Linked DNA regions of Mus musculus: regions 1 and 3 are each linked to region 2. The links are chromatin contacts, called in public promoter capture Hi-C maps. All regions are on one chromosome and are shown on one strand. Each heading gives the region's core, a stretch centred on a gene start, on an enhancer-like site or on the middle of the called end of the contact. The rest is flanking DNA. Distances are from core to core; before and after follow the strand shown.

Region 1 (4,104 bases), core at 1,488-3,987, 2.4 Mb before region 2:
CCTATGAGCTATTGTTCCTAATAGTTAAATGAGTTGTTGAGAAACAGGGGAAATGGATGAGCCACTGAAGTGAAAAGATATGCTAATATTAAGTAAAACCAGACTAAACACACATCACACTCACTCACACACACACACACACACACACACACACACACACACACACACACCACACACACTACAGACCCCACGTATATGCCTTTAGAAACTAGATATAGACACTAGAGGGAAATGTAGCCATTCTTTGCATATCTAGCTTAGGAGTGATTTGGTGTCTCACATAGTAATAGAATATGTGTCAAGTATCATTTGTATACAGGAGAAAAAGATCATTTTCAGTTTCTTGACTTCATTCCAAAGAACATCTAACTTTCAAAGCCCCCTCCCTGTCTGGCATGCACTCCATGTTTTGAGCACTTTTCATTTATTTCTCACTGAGCATCTGTTTAATTCTCACTTGTCAGTTATCTTTTTGTCTGGGTAAAGTCTCCTGCTTTGTGATGGGCATACATCAGTGAAGCTTGCGCTGGGAATCCCTGGAGGCCTGAGAACAGAAGGCTCCATCCTTTCCCATCCAGGGTTCCCACATGGTCCTCCCTTTCCCACACTGACTTACTTCATTTTTTTTTTTCATCAAACCCATTTTATTCATATGCTATCCACAGTAGACATTTTGTTGCTGTGGCTGGGGATTAAACTAAGGGACTCAAGCAGACTAAGTATGAACTGCGCTTAAGTACGAGCTACAACCATAGCCCACAGAACATTCTTCAAAGAATCCTCTTCATCCCAACTTTATAGTAACCTGTCCCCTCAGACACTAACTTTCTCAATCGTTAAGAACCCTTCTTTGTTCTCAGATTCCCTGTGACAATAGTAGGGAGTCCAGTCTAGACACTCACAGCCAGAATGCTCTGATACTCCGTGATATCTTCATCCTAAGAAGAAGAGAACATTTAGCCAGAAGGAAATAGCAAAGAGACCGGTATGACAGCAGGATCCTATTTCTGGAAATTGCCCCGGGCAAGGTCAGAATCTCATCTAGCTCCCCGTCCCCTCCCTCCAGGATTCAGAGTTTAGCCCTTACTCGAGACCATACACGCATCCATATCTCTCTGGACACCTTCTCCAGCATCTCTGGTTGCTCCATGCTTACAGTGGTGAGGAAGCGCATGGCATTTATACTTCCTGTGGGGGCAGAGGCATGTAGAGCTAAGATTCCTATTCCTTTTGTCCTGATGGAGGACCGTGTCATCCTTCCTTCAGACACGCCCCCAAGCTCATCCTTCCTTCAGACACGCCCCCAAGCTCATCCTTCCTTCAGACACGCCTCCAAGCTCATCCTTCCTTCAGACACGCCCCCAAGCTCATCCTTCTTTCAGACACTCCCCCAAGCTCCGTCACCTGCAGTCTTTAATTCCAGTTTCTCATAATGGATTTACTCTATGCAGTTCTTGCTTCTCCCATCCCTCTCTTTTGGCTAGCTGATGCTGGGTTCCCCACACAAGCATGTTTTATTTCTTGATATCCTATGAAAGCCTCAGCTGGACTGCTCTCCACTACATTCCCCAGTGTTTCTGACCCTCTTCACTTATTTATTTCTGTTTCCTCTGAAACTGGAGTTATAGGTGGTTGTGACCCACCATTGTGGGTGCTGGGAATTAAATTAGGTCCTCTGGAAGAGCAGCCGGTGCTCTTAACTGCCGAGTCTTCTCTTCATCCTCCTCCTCACCTTTCTTCACAGTCTCACCAAAGAAATCCTTGGGTATGTTGAGGGGAACCTGGAAGAACTGCTTCAGGAGAGGAATCTCTTTGAAGATGTACTGGCCTTTTCGGGGAACCATAGCAGGTGGTTGGTTTCCTGGCAGTGGAGAGTTAAGACAACTGGTGAGAGAGGACATGAGGGTCTACTGGAACCTCTCCAGTAGAAAGCAAACTACTAGTTTAGGCTGAGGTCTGCATACTCAGTGCAGGACAGGCCCCTCAGGCCACAGAAAGCAACCCTCCTTGCCCAGAGAGGTGGAGCTTCTTCATGCTTACCGCTGTCTTTCATGATCCCAGCGATTAAAGTGGGCCGCAACTGCAGCTTTATATTCCAGAGGTGTTGGTATCTGCATAGGACCTACAAGTGCAGAGATAAGAAGGGGAGCTTGTGTGGCATTTGAGGGCTGTCTTCTGCCTCTAAGTGCTGGACAGAGATGGGGACTTCACACTGAACTGGTTGGTTTAATAGGACAAAACTCTCAGTTCTTTGAAATAGATACCAGAATGCTTACTCCAGTGTACGGTTTTCATCCCGTAGAGCATCCTAGCGCCCCTGATCCCCCTCCCCGAACTTGACCTAGCTTCATTGGAGTTGCCTCTGTTCTTTCTAGGGTCTGTGGAAAGAGAATATTTGACCTTAGGATCAGGACCCTACTTGGCGGAGTCTCGGTCCGTTTAAAGGCACAAAGTGAACTTGAACCTGAACCCTGTGCTAACCCTGAGGGCATCCACTGGAATTTCTGCAGCCCGGTGATCAGTGCCCCACTGTGCACTCGCCTCGCAGACCACAACCCGGGCGGCTCCCCCGTGTCACCTCAAAGCCCAGCCAGGAGTACGGGGACAGCACGTCGTAGAAGAGTTCCAGGATGCGCGGCGCCGGCCCCATTCTACAGTGGTGAGAGAAAGTGAACTTGAAGCCTTGGGCTGCCGAAGAGCTTTAGGTAGCTGAAGAGCAAGCAGCCAATCGTAGTCCGCGAATTGCAGGCGGGTCTGCTAAGGGCCCTAGTGCGCAGTCTCCGGGAGAGGCCCCGCCCTATAGGGCTGGCCCAGGGGTGTACACGGGTAGACCAAGAGCGGATGAGGAAGGCGGAGTCTGAGATAAAGGGGAAGGTCAGATCCAGAGAAGGATCTCAAGTGTGTGCAGCCAGCTCTAGAACTTTGTCCCTCAAGCAAGAAGGCAATACACAAGGATCCAAATTTGCGTTGGATGACGTTTAAAGACCGGCAATATGGAAGTTCCGAATTGCATCTTTTATTGTATTCACTTTCTCAGAGATAAGAACAATGTTTAGAATGAATTTGACAGTTGACATAGTGGTCTTTTAAAAAATCTTCATTCTATACATTACAGCACACCCAGGGGATGCCTGAAACTGTAGATGAAACTCTACATATTATGTTTTTTTTCTACACACAGTAAATTATAACTTATAAATTAGGCACATTAGTGATGAATGCTAGAAGAACCATAACATGCCACACTAAAATTTGTGCCTTATTATAATAAAAATGTTACTTGAACATAAGTATTTCATCAGTACAGCACTTGATCTGATAACGGAGGTGGTCACAGAAATGGAGGTAGGTAATATATACAGTGTGGACACACTAAACAAAAGGATGACTTACATCCCAAGAGGGAAGGCACAGGACTTCATCTGCTACTAGTATTATTCATTTATTTAGGGTTTTTGGGGGAGTGGGGTGGGGTCTTGATATGTTGCTTTGTATATCCTGGAACCATATACTATTGTTATCATTTATTATTAAAAGTTTTGGTATTATAGATGATATGGGGGGAAAAACAAAAATATATTCCCTTTTCGTCTGTGGAGGGGGTTTAGTGGGTCAATGGTGCAACTGTGTTGACCTGATTTTTGATCTTCAGAGTACACATGATGCTGTGTTTAGTAGCATTAATCTGTAATCCCAGTGTTCCTACTATGAGATAGGAGGTAGAGACAAGAGAGTCCTTGGAAGCTCCCTGGCCACTTATCTTAGCATACATAATACTGCTGTATATTCAGAACCTTGATTAAACAAGGTGGACAACAAGGAAAGACCTCCTCATGTGGGGTGCCCACATTGTAATATTCAAACATACGCACATCACATACTGACAGGTTAAAAATGTACTTACTTTTATTTTCTTACACCATTATATTGCTGAGAGTAATAGCTAGTGTTAAAAGAAAGCTTTAGACAACTTAGAGTACCTTTAGCAAAGAACACTTCAGACATTAGGTAGCATCAGGAGAGGTTCAAAGAGTGCCACTCTGCAATGTGGGCGTTTAATATTTACAGACAGAAAAAGTGATTAAGGCTCAGAAATAACTGGTC
Region 2 (3,807 bases), core at 555-3,054:
GACACTGGGGTAGGTGGCTGTAGTTATGCATAGGACTTTAACAGCCTTGGTGTAAATGTTAATAAGATTGCATACTATAATGTGAGTTGATAACATATTAAAACTTGGCAAACACAAATTCTATAGGAGCAAAGACAATGTCAATTGAATGCCCTCCTCTAGATATAGAACTTGCTGCTGACTTGCCTCAATTCTAAAATCTATTTTACTGTATTTATGTAAGACTTTGATTAATGCTCAGAAAATAAGCACTCGTTTCTCAATCGACCTACCAAGCACTCAATAGGCACTGTATAGTAATCCCTATAAAAGGTGGCTCTATTGAAAGCAGATTTTGCAAGGAGCGAAATACTGATAGTGTTTCTGTTGTCAGTGAAAGGCTTGCCGAGGAGACATGCCTTTTTTATGAGAGGCGGTCTCTCAGCTCTTGTTTTTTCAAGGAAGAAATTCAGAGGAGACACACAGTGTAAGCAGTTTATCTAACAAAGCAAGCGAAGATTTCAAGGAGTGAGCTGTTCCAAAGAGAAGGGCAAGAGCACAGTAGATTCCCCGTCGTATTTTTTTTTTAATTCTTACATTTATAAAGTGGGTGTCATAGTGATAGAGTAGGGCGAGCCTTTTTCTTTCCTAAGTCACGGTGGGTCAGATCACTTTTGAAGGATATTTCTTCTCAGGATCCTCTAGAAAAGCTTATCCTGGCCAAGCCCACAATGAAAATAATATCGTAATGAAGTCATGGTCTCTGCAGGATGCTGACCCTTCACTGGTGCACACGTAGGCAAATACCCCGGTACCTTAGTTGTTGATGCGGTATGAGCAACCTATCTTCATTCCCAAGGACAGTCAACGGTAAAGGGCACTCTGACCCGCAGCTGACACAGCTGCGCAGATAAAGCTGCAGTTTTCTTGGCCCACATATCTGATTTCTTTTGAGATTGCTCAAGATCTCATGATTGATCTCATACTGTCCGTTACGATATTTTCTTGCTCCACAATTAAGACATCTTGCTTTTAAAAAACAATTGAGAGTTTATCATAAAAGTTTGAGTCTGGGATTGACGGCCCAGGTGTGTACCTTTAATCCCAGCACTCAGGAGGCAGAGGCAGATGGGTCTCTGAGTTTGAGGCCAGCCTGGTCTACACGGTGAGTTCCAAGACAGCCAATGCTACATAGAGAAACCCTGTCTCAACAAACAAAACAAAACAAAAAAAGAAAAGAAAAGAAAAAGGCTGGGGACAGAGTTTTACACTAGCTTATCCAAATGTACAAAGAGAAGCAGAACTTAGGCTATCTTCCAAAACACAATTTCTCTGTGTTACTGCTCCTGTCTATCTCCTATCCAAGAGTTCTATCCCTGTACCCCGAAAAGAGAACCACAGCTCAACTCCTTGATTGATAGGAACCCAACACGGTCAGAAAGACTCTGAGCTAGCATCAAGTATCTTTGGAACGCAAAGAGCATAAGCTCTAATGAAAAGAAAAATGAAACGTGAAGACAAAGGAAAAATACTGCATTTCATTCTATTATCACAGAGCAAGGAGCTTCAGCGAGGAGGGACTCAGCTCTGGCTATTCTCGACAAAATGATGCGTGTGGTCCCTCTAGAACCTTCCTGGATAGCCAAGGCTCCCCCACTCTCAGAACCACACCCACACAACCCGGCTTTCCTCGCGGGCGGAGGCCCTGGGCTCAGAGCGAGCGCGGCCGCTAGGTGTCGCCCGAGGTCCCGCCCCCAGGGAGTGAGAGTAGTTCCGGGTTGTCCGCCGACTCCGCTCTAGCCATCAAGCTTCCGCCTCTCTCCTGCTCTCTGGAGCTGGGAAGCAAGTAAAGGGGGGCGGGCCTTCCGGGGACGCGCGTGCGCGAGGTCAGGAGCAGGTAAGGCAAGCGGAGCGCTGGGGTCACAGCAGAGGGCGGCGGCGGTGCGGGCGGACCCGGGTCCCTAACCTGGTGGAATTGCCAGATCCAGTCGAGTCAGTTAGGGGCCTTCCTGGAGCTTCCACGTGTACCCCACAAACACCCGAGGCTTTCCCCTTATCCTGTGGGGAACTGAACAAACCAAAAACGCACTTCCTTTCTCCTAGTGAGCCCGCCCTCGCACTCAGTTTTGTGTGGGATGCGCCGGCGATATTTGTTGATTGTTATTTAAAATGCAGTTTAGATGATGCTTGGGAAAATGAATGACTCTACTACAGCTTCCAGCGCCGGAGGAGTGCGCGAATCAGACAGCGGAGAGTATGAGTTGTGCATGCTGAACAAAAAAAAAAAAATAAAGTTATCTGTTCGGAGGGGTTCATGCCCTGTGACCCAGTAAAATAATTGGTACCAGTTTTTAAATGCTCTGAGCACGTTGCTTCTCAGTAACAACTCGTATGCATTCCTTGGGTCGTGATTAGGCAGGCACTATGCCTTCAGCTTTCCTTGTCAGTCGAAACTCAAATAATAAGGTAAATTGTACTCCTGATGTTGATAATTGACCTACACTTATACCCACACAAGTGTACCTGCAAGCATTTTAAATAAATAGATCCATGAGAAAGATAAACTTATCTTTTTATGCCAAAAGGGGAAAAAAGAGTTCTGAATTTTCAGATGTGGGCTTTATGTGTTTTGCTTGACATATTTAAGTAATTTGGTTTTGCTTCTCATTTTCAACGGTTATTTTCACCTGTATTTTTCTTTCATTCACATTTAAAGAAACATGATATTTCAAAGGAACTAATTTGTGAGGCTGAAGAGATGGCTCAGTAGTTAATAGAGCATATTGCTCTTGCAGGATCCAGGTTGAGTTTCTAGTCAGATAACTCACAACCACGTATAACACCATTATAGGGCAGAGGTTCTCAACCTGTGAGTCACATATCAGATATCCTGCATATCAGATATTTACATTACAATTCATAAATTCATAACAATAGCAGAACTGCAGTTATGAAGTAGAAATGAAATAATTTTATGGTAGAGGGGTCAGCACGACATAAGGAACTGTATTAAAGGAACGCCGCATTAGGAAGATTGAGAACTACTGGTCTAGGGGAACCCTCTCCATCTTGCCTCCCTGGGAACATAGTCACACAGACCCACCCACAAATAACTTTTGTTTGTTTGTTTTTAATTTTTACCCTATTGTGTAACTCCTAGGATAATTTTATGTGAATTGAAATCTAATTGGCATGTAAATCATTTGACTTAATGTTATATAATTTAAAAGGTTATATTCTTTCATAAAATTGAAATCCTTTAGGAAAGCATACTGAAATCTCAAAACGTCCTAAATTTTTAAATAGCCCTTTACATGTATGTGTGTGTGCTCAGGCATGCAGAGGTCACCTTAGGGGAGTCCCAGAGATCACAGTCAGATGGCAGGCCTGGTGACAAGCACCTAAACTGCTAAGCCATCTTTCCAGCCTCTTCTTTTTTTTTTTTTTTTAAGTTAAAGAAGGGAGAAGGGAGGTAGCAATGCATCCGCCCTAGGACCAGTTACAGAAAGCAGGCATTTTAGCCTGTGTTTTTGTGGTGAGACAGGGTCTCACCATGTAGCCCTGGCTTGCCTAAAATTTCACTTAGAACAAGACTGGTCTTGAACGCACAGAGAACCACTAGCCTGTGCTTTGAAGTGCCAGGTTTGAAGGCCACAACTGACCTCTGTTGGTTTATTTATGTGTTGTTTATACTTAAAGTTTAACAGACCAGTGAGATGGCTCAATGGACAAAGACACTGCAGTCAACCCTAATGACTAGGGACGATTAAATGTCCTCATACCTCCACCTGTGTATTGTAGCACATGTGTGTCCATATATACATACAT
Region 3 (3,868 bases), core at 128-2,627, 2.5 Mb before region 2:
CAGTAATGGGGATAAATACAGGACCTTGGTTAAATTAAAATGAATACAGCAGCTGTTAGCTGGGTTTATCATTAGGTATATAATGAATGGTAGAGCAGAGTTCTTAGGTCATTAGGAAGATCCATTTCTTAAGCGGCTTCATTTCCTCGACTTCCACTCTACTGCTCTCTCCAGTTTCAGTTGGCTAGCCATGTTCCGGTTTCCTGTAGAGGGCACCTGACCTCTCCCCCAACACCTCATTCTCTTTGACAGGACTAGACCAGGAGACCAAACTCATTTTCAGTTTCTGATTCTCTTGCCTCAGGCATCAGGATGCCAGGATTACAGCCTTGTAGCCTTTAAATGCTGGCCCTGCACTAGGACACCCTTGCAAAAAAATAAAGGGGAGGGGGCTTTTCTCTAGACAATTGCATCCTCAGGTACAATTTACTGACTCCAGTTCTAAATCCTCTTATGTCCCAGGCTTGAATTTTTAACGAAGCAGTCGTCACCGTGTTTTATCTGAGGCTCCACCTACTCCGCACACCTGCCACTTCCTTTTATCTCAAACTACCAGGCTTAAAATATGAACTTTCCCGAAGTTTCCAGTCACCTGGAATTTTAGGGCACCCATGAAAAGTGGAATGGAGAAAAAGAACACCGAGAGGTTTCTAACGCTTTGATTCCGTGTCCTGTAAGAGTTCCCGTTTCTATATTAATGTTAGAGGTCTGGACAGGAAACAATAAAATTGTGTCGTCCTGTGCAATGTTTTCATCGAAACTGACGGAGGAGGCGGAGAAACGGGAACCATCTAATCCTCTCAAAGGATTCAAATCCCCCAAACCTGTGTGGAACTCTCTGACAAACATCTATTATATGAGAAAGCAGTGCAGGGCACGAGATAGTCAATCCAAGTCAAATGCGCCCAAGGCCGAGCTGCGAAGTCTCTGGTTTTTAAAGAGAAATGAGTTTAAGTCCTCAGCTAAGAACTGGAAGGAAAAGCCGGAGCATCTCTGGAAAAGGTGAGATGCCGCAGGCGAGAAGTAGCGCGGGACGGACAAGATCGCTCTCATAGACTCCTCTGCGCTGGACAAAGGGAGGCTGCTGCAGCCCCTGTACACGCGGCACCAGGCCAAGAAGCCGCGCCGCTCGCCTGGCCGCCTCCCCTCCTCTGCCCTCCTCACCTGCTCCTCCTGTCAGCCGCCATCAGCCCCTTCCTGTGCAGGGAGGACTGCGACCTCCCGCTCGGCGCCGCCATTTCCAGCTTTTCCCGGGCTGCACACGCACCACCCACAAAACAAACAAACGCTGGGCCGCGCCAGCCCCCGCATCCCTCCCCCAGCCTCCCACCGCGCCGCGCTTGCGCACGGCTCCGCCCGACGCCAGCAAGCCCCACCCACGCCGGGACATGCGCAAGCGCACACTGCTCGCTGAGGCTCGCACAGCCCAATGGGAAGAGAGGAGGCGCTAGAAGGAACGGGAAGGGGCGGGAAAAGAGCGAGGGTTCTCCTACTCGGGGACCTGATTGGCTATCGATTCCCGCGGAAACCGCAGCCCCCTCCCCTGGTTCCTCCGACCCCTCCTGAAGTAACTACAAGAGACCAAAGGGGCTGGGCTTCCCTTGTTATCCTTGTTCGCCTTGAACTTCCAGGGCCAGGATGCAGGGAAGACGGAAAGCACTAGGAGGCGCTCTTCTCCCAGGCTGGGGCAGCTCGTGGTCGCGCTTTTCCTACACAAGTGTCCTCTCATTCTCTTATCTACCAGTTGACAAGGCTATAAAGTAATGCGGATTGCCTGCTTGGTATTGAAAACAGGAGGCACTGGAATTGGAATTTGATTCGAGTTATTTTTATGTTTTTACTAGCATCCCGTTCTTGTGCAAACTATTCAGCTCCCCTCAACCTTAGAAGCTCTCATTATCTTGGTAGGTAATACCCCATCAGGAATCTCAGGGAGACTTGGTGTCTACAATAGAAGAAACACAGCAGTCACTCAGAGGTATCCCTCCAGCTTCTCTTGGTAACTTATCTCTTTCTCATCTTCCACCTTACTCTGGAAATACTGGTCATCAGATAGGTTCCAGAATGTTTCCAGAAGAATCTAGGTGTGCCATTTATCTGTGAACGACATGCCACAGCCCGACTCCCCGCTGCTTTGAAGGCCTCGATTGTGATGTCCGGGTAAAACCAGTTTCTGATCCAATAGACACTAGGAAATGCTGGGCAAATGAGTGCACAGGTTCTGAGGGCACCACTTAGGGAAGTATCCATTTATCTTCATAGAAAACACTGTCATCATCAGCATGAGCAAAACTGATTTCATAGGCAGGAGGTGGAGTACTAGGCTCCAGTTTGGGGGCCACTCTCATGCTTTGCAGATCAGGAGCAGTGGCCACAACTCGTGGACCCCTAAGTCGAAGAATTCTTCCAGGGTTTCCTCTGGCAGTCATTGTCCCCTCTGAGCCCACTCGCCTTTTCAGACTGCCTGTGCTGGGACTGTCTGGTTGGCTAGGCTGTGCCCCCTCAACTCCTGGGGATATTATGATACTGCTGTAAGGGGGTGGTTGCTCCAGCTCTTGGAGGTGGCTCTGTGGTTGTGAATCCATCACCTCTACAGCCTGTTCATAGGTTGGCACCTCAAAAGCTCCATTGTCTCTGTGGGAGAAGAAATATGGTCGTTAGTGGGTACCTGAAAGAAGACCCCCTTTTTCTGTTCCACCATTCTTGCAAAAGACCTCTCTATTGTCTGCTGACCATTGCTCTTAATGATACCAGTGACAGAGGAAAGCAGAGTCTATGCTTAAGAAAGGATGGGCACAGAGGGAACGAGGGCCTTGCGTGTCTTCCCGTCATCCTGCCCATCTCCCATCGACTCACTGCGCTTGGCCTGAGGCCTCTGGATTCTCAGTCTGCCTGGAGCTTGGCATCGATCGGGAGCATCGTTCCATAACACAGGCCAGGAGGCAAGCAACAAAGCAAAAGCCAGCCAAGCAGAGGAAGAAGTAAGCAACAGGGGCGACATCAGACTGTATGACCAGTAAAGCCAGCCCCAGGAGGAGGGAGGCACTGCTCAGGAAGAGAAATGGCTGCTTCAGTTTCCCCAACAACTGTCTTGGCACCATGGCCCCTCCCAGGGCACCTGCAGAAAGACACACAGTTGTGTGTTAGCTAGTGATCAGCACTGCAGTAGTGCCAGACCCCAAAGTAAAAGTATTATGCTCTTCTATTTGGATTCCCAGTGTTCAATTCAGTCTGAAACAAATGATCTTCAGGGCCTCTGGCAGCTCCATTATTGTCTCCTATTATTATAGGTTATTGCTTTGGAAAGCTGGGAAATTAGTTCAGTTCTGATTCTCAACTCGCAGATGAACAGATGAACGTAGTGTTTCATAGCGCTGCCTGCATTCTTTGCTCTCTCTCTCTCTTCCCTGAAGTCTCTGTTTTAGCTCCCAACTACACCATGCTGGATCCAGGGCCAGCCACCTTACCTGTGAAGAATAAAAAAATAATAATGACTGCCCTGAGAACATGGGCCCCAGCCCCTGGCCAGATGGCCTAATTCCCCTTATAAAGCCTGCTGGAAAATAGGGTCGTGGTCGGACTCCTCTACCCCTGCGTGGTGTATGGGTCTCGACCTCAGCATGCTGGTTTGTGTGCCATTAAAACCTCGTGTGTTTGCAGCAAGCTTGACTGTTGTGACTTTCTGGGCTCTCGATTCCTGAGACTGGAGTGAGGGTCTCCCTTCAGGGGTTCCTTCACCTGTGGCCTCAGTGCACACAGGAATCTCTGGAATCCATATGATGGACCAAGCTTTGCCCTTTTCCTGGTTAGGTCAGACCTCTATTTTTCTCTTCCCAGCCAGAGGGCCCCCAATATGACTCTAGGAAGA

What was found. Promoter capture Hi-C pulls out the DNA fragments that hold promoters and counts their contacts.
Region 1: a contact with region 2 is called in a promoter capture Hi-C map of pre-B cells, with 6 times the contacts expected there. The contact joins the promoter of Gstk1 here to the promoter of Mrps33 in region 2. A contact is called at or near these places in 2 of 39 promoter capture datasets (liver and pre-B cells).
Region 3: a promoter capture Hi-C map of pre-B cells shows a contact between it and region 2. The contact joins the promoter of Casp2 here to the promoter of Mrps33 in region 2.

Annotation. Positions count from the first base shown.
Region 1 is chr6:42,244,568-42,248,671 of GRCm38.p6, reverse strand. It overlaps Gstk1 (glutathione S-transferase kappa 1), which reads right to left and starts at 2,737. Exons shown (of 8, transcript NM_029555.2): 1 at 2,579-2,737; 2 at 2,041-2,122; 3 at 1,733-1,861; 4 at 1,088-1,188; 5 at 903-938. The coding sequence starts at 2,650.
Region 2 is chr6:39,808,933-39,812,739 of GRCm38.p6, reverse strand. Mrps33 (mitochondrial ribosomal protein S33) reads left to right here and starts at 1,804. Exons shown (of 3, transcript NM_010270.2): 1 at 1,804-1,876.
Region 3 is chr6:42,262,494-42,266,361 of GRCm38.p6, reverse strand. It overlaps Casp2 (caspase 2), which reads right to left and starts at 1,377. Exons shown (of 11, transcript NM_007610.2): 1 at 1,165-1,377. The coding sequence starts at 1,238. It overlaps Tmem139 (transmembrane protein 139), which reads right to left. Exons shown (of 3, transcript NM_175408.4): 2 at 2,857-3,118; 3 at 1,807-2,634. The coding sequence starts at 3,101. The coding sequence ends at 2,235.